Regions from separate parts of the Mus musculus genome. Here region 2 is linked to region 1. A link is a contact called in public HiCAR-type data. All regions are on one chromosome and are shown on one strand. The core of a region is the stretch at or near the end of the contact, and the rest is flanking DNA. Distances in the headings are between cores, read along the strand shown.

Evidence for each region. HiCAR-type assays count read pairs that join an accessible place to other places.
Region 2: a contact with region 1 is called in a HiCAR-type map of astrocytes, with 5 times the contacts expected there. The contact joins the promoter of Farp1 here to the promoter of Cldn10 in region 1. A contact is called at or near these places in 1 of 39 promoter capture datasets (frontonasal cranial neural crest) and 1 of 115 datasets of contacts at active chromatin or transcription factors (astrocytes).

What each region holds. Positions count from the first base shown.
Region 1 is chr14:118,851,708-118,856,621 of GRCm38.p6, forward strand. Cldn10 (claudin 10) reads left to right here and starts at 3,243. Exons shown (of 5, transcript NM_021386.4): 1 at 3,243-3,502. The coding sequence starts at 3,283.
Region 2 is chr14:121,032,793-121,038,195 of GRCm38.p6, forward strand. Farp1 (FERM, RhoGEF (Arhgef) and pleckstrin domain protein 1 (chondrocyte-derived)) reads left to right here and starts at 2,782. Exons shown (of 27, transcript NM_134082.3): 1 at 2,782-3,133.

The DNA of each region.
Region 1 (4,914 bases), core at 1,993-4,492:
ATGGATTGTTTGTGGCACTTCCCACTTGTTTTAAGTTAAAACTATGTCGCAATCTCTACAGTAATAGACTATTTCTATTTTTAAGTTTTCAACAAGGAGATTAATCTTCTTTCTCTCCCTAATACACACCATCTTTTATGTTAAACTGTTTGTACACATATGCACTAGTCTCTGCCTCTTGGAGCTGAGGTCCCCGAAGTAGCTTCTACTGGGAGCTTGGAGAGTCAGGCTACCCTGGAGGTTTTGGCTTCATTAGTGAGTGATGTGGTAAGGCAGGGCCAGGAGTACGTGGAGTTCTCCCTTGAAATTCACAACTTCTTGCCTCTGGAAGCTTTGTTTGCATAGCTCGTGATTGGTGGGTTGTTTCTCCCAAGTGCAATAGACAGAAATATAGTACATTTTTTAACTTTCAGAGAGAGAACAAGAAACAATTTCCACAGTTATAACTTTAAAACAGTATGCCTCTGGAGCCAAGTAGTGGAATTTACAACCAACCACTTGGTAAGCATGAACCTAGCAGAGGTATAACCACAATGCTAAACATTTTTTCTTATCAAAATATTTTTGTGCCAGTGTTCTGTCAAGAAAAAACAAGAAATGGTTAACAAATTATCAAGACAGAGCAAAAAGCCTGTGATCAAGGACAAAAAAGTAATTTGGATAATACTAATTTTAACCAACGTCACAGAGAATATTCAAGCTCAAAATACAAAATTAGATCAGGAATGGGGTTCAGGAAGAAATTTGACATGAAACTATGACAAAGGGCAGGAACCCAGAGGTGGGAGTGTTTCATGGGAGATCAAAAAAAAACTCCCAGGGGGGCTGATGTGAGTAAACAGGAGATGACAAACTTTGCTCTTAAGTTTGACCCACTAGTGAACCCCAAGTGACACACTAGGTCAAGTTGAGCTTAAGGCCAGAACAGGACGTACCTATGTCTGCCGCCGACTGACCAAACCGTGTTCACCCTCACGTTCCTTTCCACAGCCATGAGACTGCACACACAAGCACACCACCTACCTGAGGCTGCACAGCCAAGAGAAAGAGTCTGATGTTTCCTCATAGCTCAGATTGTAGCACTGGGTAGAAATCAGGCAGGGATGGATTTGAGTTCAATATTGAAAATGTGTCCAAAGGGGTCATTAATTAAAACAATAATAGATACCTTGTTAAACCCTGGGCCCTGGAGTGTGGAGCGTTCTCTCAATATTATTCTGTAAATAGATGGACAAGGACGAGTAGAACTCATCTTCCTCTGGTCCTTCCCGAGCCCAAGTTTTAGTAATTCAGTGTCCAGCTTTGCGCCCGCTTCATGGGCACATAGTCATTTCAGGTCTCACTGTGTTTCACTTGGTTAAAGTAAAGAAAAGCAACAAGCAGCTACATTCTTCCCAAATGGCCAGGGGAGCTCTGCACGGAGGAGATTGTGAGCCTCCACTAGGAGCCTGCTTCTTTGTAGCTGGCTGATTTATGTGTTGTAGACCTTTGGTTACTTTTGGCAAGAAGCAGATCCTGAAAGGTCACACCAAGAACTGCAAGAACTTTAATGGACAATATAATAAGCCCATAATGAAGCCAGTGTCTTTGTCCTCTCATTGATGCCCAGATTTGTGACCTCAGGAGCTGGAAGGACACCTTGATCTTTGTGTTTATCTTGAGACAGCAGAGGAAAGATGAATGAATAAGTTTATTCTTCAGTTAGGTGGGAAAGTTAGAGTGGGTTTTGTTTGTTTGTTTTAAGCTGGTGGGGGCTGGGGAGACAGCTCAGTCAGAGCAGGGCCTGGACTCAGCTTCTCAGCACCTCTGTAAAAGCTGAGCGTGACAGCAACCTCAGAGCTCACTGGCCAGTCAGTTTGCTAGAATGGTGAGCTCCTAGTTTGGTGATGGATCCTGTCTCAGAAAATAGGGTGAACAGCCCTAAAGGTTGATATTTAATGTCTAACTCTGACCTGCACACACACACACACACACACACACACACACACACACTCACACACACTCGCACAGCACACACACATATTCTCACACATGCATGCATACAGATACGCACACAAGCCGCACCCACACGCCCACACACTCTCACCTACTGTGTGCATACACTCACACACATGCACAAACACTATGCACACACTCATAATTCTCTCTCTCACTCACACAAGCAAGATAAAAACAAAAGTCGAGAAGGGCTGGGGAGATACACAATCAGTAAAGCTTGAGTTTGGATCCCCAGCCCCTCTGTAAAAGGCCAGACCCGCGGTGGGTGTACAGCTGGGGAGGGAGGCAAAGAAAGGGAATCCCTGAGACTCGCGGCACGGGCCTAGGCCAATCTGAAAGACAAGTCGCAGTGAGAAGGACCACTAAACAAAGTAGATGGCACCAGGGGCTGCTCTCTGGTCTCCACACTCACAGACACACACACGCACACGCACACACAACTGAGCAAAGATTCATAGACATCTCTCTCTTGCTTCAGAACCCTCCCAGACCAGACTCCCCAAACTGAAAGTGTGTTGCTCTGGGGGGAAAACGAGTCAAATGACAGCCCCATATCTAGTGCATTAATTAGCCAAGACCCTCACGGGGCTCTCTGGAACTTGAGCTGGGCTCATCGGCTACCTCCCAATTAAGTCTGAGCTTCCTGATTAATACTTTCCACATGCCACTAGGCCGAAGAGAACTGAATTTTAAGGGGAAGGCCAGTTTCAGTCCCAGTATGCCCCTCTTCACAAGCCAAACAGGGTCACGCAAACAAGCGTTGCTCACTGGCCTTTTGCATTCAGCAAAGCGAGGCTGCGTTACCATACCGTTTCTTTTCAGGGCACACCAAAGTTGTTTCTGTTCTGCTTTTGCAAGGCACCCAGTGAGTCAAGCTATTTGCCGCGGGTAGGGCTGAGTCGGGGTGGCTCGGTGGGAGGCGCAGCAGGCTATCCACATCTGGTTGTCCCTGGACAGCACCAATAAAAGAGCCGGTTTCCGCGGCTCCTCTGTGAGAGATTTGGGAACCTCGGGCCCGGGGGGAGAGGGGAGAGCGCTGGTCTGAGGGCTTTGCGATTGCAGACGACGGGCCAGCTGCTGGGGGCGGGGGACCCAGGAGGTACCCCAAGACCTCCCCGCGCGCTCTGGGTGCCCTGACAGTACTGTGAGTGCGGGTCCGCCAGTGCCCTCAAGTGCCCAGTGGGCGGGACGGAGGCGGTGACCGGGGGCGGAGCCTCGGGGCTGGGCGCGTGGGGGTCGCGGCAGCGGGATCGGGAACCAGCGAGAGCGCCGCTGCAGCCCAGCATGGCTAGCACGGCCTTGGAAATCGTCGCCTTCGTAGTCTCCATCTCGGGCTGGGTGCTAGTGTCTTCCACACTGCCCACCGACTACTGGAAGGTCTCCACCATCGATGGCACTGTCATCACCACAGCCACTTATTTTGCCAACCTGTGGAAGATCTGCGTTACCGATTCCACCGGTGTCGCCAACTGCAAGGAGTTCCCCTCCATGCTGGCGTTGGATGGTCTGCATCTCTTTGGGACCCCATCCCCATCCCTGCTCCTTGCTGGCTTTCCAAGCGGGCGCGTCCTCTTATGGACCGGCCGTGGGATTCCCGGGTGGGGGAGGCTGGGTCTTATACTCTGCCCCGGGAGGGTCTGCGATGCCCGCTGTCTACGGATGGGTGTCCGGTGGGGCGTCTTCTGAGCCTGGGAACCCCTGGTGGTGACGAGTAGGATCAATTCAGGTAGTTGTGGCGCACAAGGCTGGTCCCGCGTCTGTCTGGGACTGAGTGTAGGGCAGCAGAGGCTGGCCACCCCACGACCAAAATCTGATTCTCATTAAAATGACACCACTGAGATCCATGAATGCTCGCCTTGATATCGCTTTAGCGGGTTCATTGAGTCTTTGAAAAGCCAGGCACGGAGGAGAGGCAAAAGAACCATATTGAAGTTTGTTGCTGTTTTCCTTTAAAATCCCTCCTACAAACTTGAGGGCTTGAGCTTCATTCTTTTTCTCAGTTTCAAGAAAATCAGTAGCCCTTGCTCATACGGGGGGTGGGGGTGAAGTGGCTCAGAGGGCAGGGGACGTTGGACAGCAGAGATCAACAGGATGAGTGACCACTCTTCCAGGCTTTGTGCAAGCATTCTGGGTCTTCTTCGCTTGGTATATGAATATATATATATATATATATATATATATATATATATATATATATATAAATTGGAGATAGATATTAACATAGGAAGATGTTATATTTATAATTTATATAATTTATATATTTATATATTTTATATTATATTTATATTTATATATATTTTATATTATATGTATATATATATTGGAGATATATATATATATATACATATATTGGAGATAGATATTACCATAGGAAACTGACCGTTTAGTTTCCAGGGTATAGTCAATACAGTATAATGCTCGTTCATGTTCTAGGCTCTTCCAGGGTTTTGCAAATGACTAAATGGATTCTGGCAGAAACTTAAGAAGAGCAGCTTGCTCCACTTCTAGATGTGAGGCGTTTTCCTTTTCTTTATTATTCCTCTTGCCATTTTTATTTGCATAGCTGGGTAAATAGAAGACTTGATTCCCCTAAGACAGTGCTTGCCACAAAGGGCAAACTGTTGCTCAATTCAGTGTTCTGTGGAAGCTGGTCTATGGGAATAGGTGCCTGCCTTTACAAGGCGGCACCCTGGGCCGGGCCCTGTTGTATAAAGTAAGTAGCTGGAACACTGTTTACTGCGTGCGTTGTTGCTGAGGTTCCTGTGTTCATCGGAGCGCTCATTCGGGAGACAACAGACAAGCTCTTGTTTCTGCGGTTTACATTCAGGAACACAGGATTCACACTATGTTCTAGAACTGTTCTGTTTATTATGCTATTGTAGCCAGGGATAGCCTGCTAGATAAGTCTGCTTCCTT
Region 2 (5,403 bases), core at 1,532-4,031, 2.2 Mb after region 1:
CAAACCTCACAGGTCTGAGAAGCTGACCTTGGGGGGAAACTAGCAGCCCCCATGCTTGTCAGGAGCTTCTCCCACCAGTCCTGTGCAATGTCCTGTAAGTACTGTGGTTACCTGTGCTGGGGCAGGCTCTTTGGTAACACAGCTACTCTGGGGCCATGTCTTTGCTCACCCACACTCTTGCTAGTTACCCCAATACATTCTCATTGGCTCCCCAGGTTGCGCTGTGGTACCGTTGTGACTTTGGCCTGTTTCCTTTCTGGGCAGAGTGGCCCTGTGCTTTGTGTCTCCCCAGGAAATGTCTGTCACAGAAAAGCACCCTCTTGCCTCATCCTTCGATGTACTAGAACTATCAGCATGAATCACTTTTTAAGAGATAAAATAATAAAAGGGTTAATAATAGGTGACTAAGTAACTTCACCCACGGCTTAGAACATCCTAAGTATATTCTGAACTCGAGAGGCAGATGTGATTTGCTACGACAAGAGACACCTTGGTTATAGGGGCTGAAGTGATAGCGACAAATCTAATTGAGTGAATTCTGTGCCATGGAGGGGCTCTGAGCATGGAGGGGCTCTCGTCCTAATCTCCATAGTGATCGTCTTCCCACCAGCTCCTCCTCAGACTTCTGGCTCCCTCGGATTGCCTCCAAAACCAGTTACCTTCTTAGTTATTATTAATGCTGAGATAATAAAACAGCATGGCCAGAGCCTACAGGATGGCTCAGTGGGGTAAGGGTGCTTTGGTGCTCGGTACCAATCCTGATGATGCACATTTGATTCCTGGAACCCACTTGGTGGAAGGAGAAACCACTCCTACAAGTTGTCCTCTGACCTTCACATACATGCATGGTGGCATCTACATCCCGACATACAAAGACCCAATAAATAACTCTGAGAGCAAAACCAAACTGGTCATATCCTAGACACTCAAGTCAGTTGAACCAAACACTAAATGTAGAAAAAGGGGATCTTCGGTGAGGGTGGACTGGGGAAATGTTATGGTTTGCCTTTTTGGTACTATATTGCTTTAGTCATGGGACACAGCACATGTCTGCCAACACAGTCCCCGGACCAACCAAAATACATCACCCGGAATGTTTGAAACAGACCGATACAGAATCCGAACTGGGACAAGATTCCCAGGCGATTCCACAGCATCAGAGGTTGTTAGTAAAGCCAGGCTGCACACTGGGAATAACCTGTAATAACTTTAAACCCATCCATGTCATGTCCCAACCTCAGAAATCAGTCTGGCCACTGTCTTCTTATCCTGTGAAGAGACTCTGAACCTGTGGTCGGTTCCCCATTATAGCGGTTCTTAAGGTGTGATAATTGCTTGAATTTGCTTTCCTTTACTGGGCCTGGTGGTTCAGACCGAAATCCTAATGCTTAAGAGGTAGAGGCACGAGGACCAGTCTGGGCTACATGAGGAGACTTTCTGGGGAGGAGTGGGAGAGGAATTTAAAATCGAGTGCTGCTGCTCTTGGTGGCAGTTTGACCACTACACTTAAGAAAATTACTGGCTGAAAATAGCTCACCCATACTTGTAAAGCCACACACAGTTTGGCCACAGAGCTAGCTTCCAACCCACCCATGATTCTCTCTAGCAAATCGCCCAAGGCCTGTCTGGTTCCCCAGAGGCCAGAGGGATTTTGCAGCATGCAAGAAACAGCCCCAACCCTCCGCAGACTGCTTTTGACTCCCATGACTTACAGGTGCCCCTCTCTGATAATCAAGCTTTCATGTCTTCAGCCTCCCTCCCTAGCCACAGAGACAATTTCACTTGGTTAAGTTCAGTTGTAGCTCCGTTGTAGTTGCGACTGAGGTCAGTGAACTCCTCCAGGGTGGAAAATGACCGGAATCTGAGCCAAATTGGCTCTAGGGGCGGGTCCACACTAGCCTCTGGATCCGGCAGAACAAGGCTTTCCTGTGTTCCATACGGTCAGTGGCCCAAGATCTTTCCCAGACAGAGACAGGGAAGAAGGACGAAGGAAAAATGGCACCTAGTGGGTGGGGATAGTGATTGAAAGTCACCTAGTATCGTGGGCCTTCTGATCATGAATCTTCCGACTATATCACCAAGTTCTGGGGGAAAAAAAAACGGAATCAAATAACTGCAAGTCATTCTAAATCTCGCCACACTAAGCAGGGCATTCTGCTGTCCCTGGTCGGAGAGAGGTGGGGTTGGGCACTGTCCTGGGATTCGCTCAGGTGGTGGGCACTGAGCCCGAGCAGCATCAGAGGTGGCACCTGTGTCTCTGGCATTGAATACCGCGCCGCTTAGGGTGGTGCCGGAAGCCTGCGCTAGTGGCCTGGAAGGGGTGGGGGGCGGAATTCGTGGGTCTTTGTAAAACGCTTTCCACGTGATGTCGTAGTTCTCTGTCAGGCTTCCAAAGGCGACCTGCGGAGTCAGTGCCACGAATCTCCCTCCGGGCCTCCGCATCCCGCTGGACACCAGCGACTAGCGCTCGCGTCTCCGCGGTGGCGCTTCTTCCCGCTCTTGGCTTGGTGGTGCAGCTCAGACACCAGCTCTTGCCACACGCCCAAGTAAGGCACAGCTCCAGGGTGGCGTGGCCCTGCCCACGGTCCACCTTTCTGCGCACCTGCCTCCGGGGCGGGGCGGAGCGGGGCGGGGCCGCTGTGCGGGCGCAGGTCACGGCTCGGACGCTGGAGGGGGCTGTGGCTCTCCGCCGTCCCCAGGCTGTGCCCAGGCTCCCCCTGCCGAGGGCTCGGCCCAGGCCCTGGGAGGGGCAGTGGTGGCCCTCATTTCCCGCTCAACAGCCTCGGAGGCGGCTGGTCCCGGCGCGGGCGCAGCGGCTGCGGGGAGCGGGGAGCCCGGAGAAGGTGCGGGGCGGGGACGCGGCCACCGCCCGCTCTGCGCCGCTCCTCCCCACGCGAGTGGCGCTCGGGCCGGGCGTCGAGGCGGCCGCGGCGACCCGGAGCTCGCTCCCCACCCACCCCGCCTGCTCCGCCCTCCCCTCCGCCCCGCGCCACCTTTGATGGCTCGGACCTCGGCCGGCCGCCGCCTGCCTAGCTCGCGCGCCCGCCGCCCGCGGGGACCCCTCGCTCGCCGCCGCCGCGCCCTCGCCAGCCTTGCAGCCCGCAGCCCGCAGCCCGGACCCGGAGCCACCGAGGTAGGAGGCGTGCGGCGAACAATGACCGCGGCGGGAGGGCGGCCGCCTGGGTGGACCGGGCCGCGGCGGCAACTTGTGCGAGTCCCCGCGCTCGCGGCCCTGGGCGCCGGCCGAGCTGGCTGCGGAGTCCACGGGAACGGTCCTTTTTGTAGCCGGCGGCCGCAGGCCCCGCAACAATAGCAGAAGCCACGGTTCCTCGGGCACCGGTGGAGCTCACCTCCGCGGACCTGGGCTGCGGGGCTCTGAGCTCGTGGGTTCTCCCCAGCTTGGCTTCCTCTCCTTGGGCGCCCCTCCCCCGCTTCCTCCCATCCCACCCTGCCGGGTGACAGCGCCCCCGACGCCTCTTCCGGACCTCAGGCTGCAATCTCGGCTCTGGAGGTCCGTCTCCCGGCAGCACGGGTGCCGCCGTGCCGCCGGGTCACTGCATCTCGCCCACGGGCGGCGAGAACCTCCCGGTGGGTGACAAAGAGGAACACGCCCTCTTAAGTTAGATCTTGTTTCTCTTTACTCTCTGCCTTATGGAGGGGGAAGTTTCCCCCTCCCTTTTTAAAGCACAGGATATATATTATTATTTTTGTGTGGGGGGACGGGGAGTTCAGAACTTCTGATTGTGATTTTTTACGATTTAAGTTCGGAAAACTTTAGCCTTGTGATCCATCCGGACCCCGGTGAGTCTTAGACCTAGGGGTCGTGGAGGAGTACCAGATTCCTTGTTGGGACCCGGAAACCACGGCTGGCAGGGATTTTCTAGAGTCCCCCTAGAAAATAGGGAGGTAGGGCTCACAAAGGAACGAGGTTTGAGACGTGCTGGTGAAGATGTGGGAGCGAATAACTGCCTCTCATCTGGAACAGTTTACCAGGCTCAGCTTCTCCTCCCCTCCCCGGCTCCGGCTCCGGAGTTCAGTGGCCTCCGGCTGTTTCATTTATTTTTGTTTCAGCCTTCCTCCGTGCTAGTTTACCGCGTTTGACAACCTTAAACCTGGCCCCTGCCCATGGTTTACCCTCCAGACTTCCAATCCCTCCCTTAGTAGGCAGCGTTTTCTGACCATAACCTCGACCCAACGATGGGCCATGTTTAATGTGCTTTGCACGTGGGGACTTGGCCAAGCCCACTTCAGAACATTCCCCTAGCGTTGTCTTACTTCTCTTTTTCTATCTGAACAAGGAATGGAGAAAGAGGGGGAAAGCCTTTTGGATTATGAAAGCTTTAGTTGAGGAGTTGCCTTTAAAAATTGGTTTGGTGTTTTGAAAGCTAAGGTGGGGCCCTTTTCAAATCCCTGTCGTCTTTCCCCTCAGCCCCACATTTCTTGCTGGCATCTTAGCCTCAGCTTTTCAGGTGGGTGGGTCTCTGAAAATGCACGTCTTCCGTGGGTCTGGCATCCACACAGCCCACTTTATATTCCTGCAGCATCGGTCTGCAGCAAGACACTAATATTGGACCTTCTCCAAGCACAACGAAACGTTTGTGTTTTTAGTATGTCTGGCTAATAGCTCTGCTTCTGGGTAAAATAAATAGAAGCATTATTGGGCAGTGACTGGTCTACTGGGGGAGTCGGTGGAGTAGATAGTGAGCAGATGTCTGCCAAACCCACAGGAAGCTAGAAATACTTGGTCATCGATGAGGTAACTACCTTCTCATGGTGTGTGTGGGGGTGGGGGTGTGTGCAGAACTGTAGTGTGCTCCTCTGACTTGGGATATGCTGTTAAGATTTAGGAGTTCTGTAAGTTGGAATCCTTCTGAAGTTAGATATACGATGTAAACATCCCCCTCTGCACCCCACTTCCTTCTGTGATAGGATCTTAGAGTGTATCCCTGATTGGTCTCACTGGAGATCTTCCTGTCTCAGTTACCCCGAATGCCAGGATTATAGATAGGTGTGCATATCATGTCTATTTTTAGTGTACTTTTCTATACTGATATTCTCTTATTGGGTGTCAATACTAGGATATTCTTTTGGGACAGTTTTTTGTCTTGTTTTTCATCACATTATCCAAGAGACAATATTTAAAGATGAAGCTTTTCAATATTAAAAGTAATATTGAAAAGGACAAGGAGGTATGGGGCCACATAATCCTAGTGTCCTGGAGGCAGAAGGAGGGGGCTCATAAATTCAAGGCCAGCCTTAATTCCAATCTCAATAACAGAAAGGAGGGGGTGCGGGGAAGAAAGCCTAGTCGTTAAATTCACTTGGGAAAATGAGTGGATGTTGGAGAACTCTAGATAGGAAAAAGAAAACCTGAATTTTTGCGTGCTGGTTTTACTTTGGAGA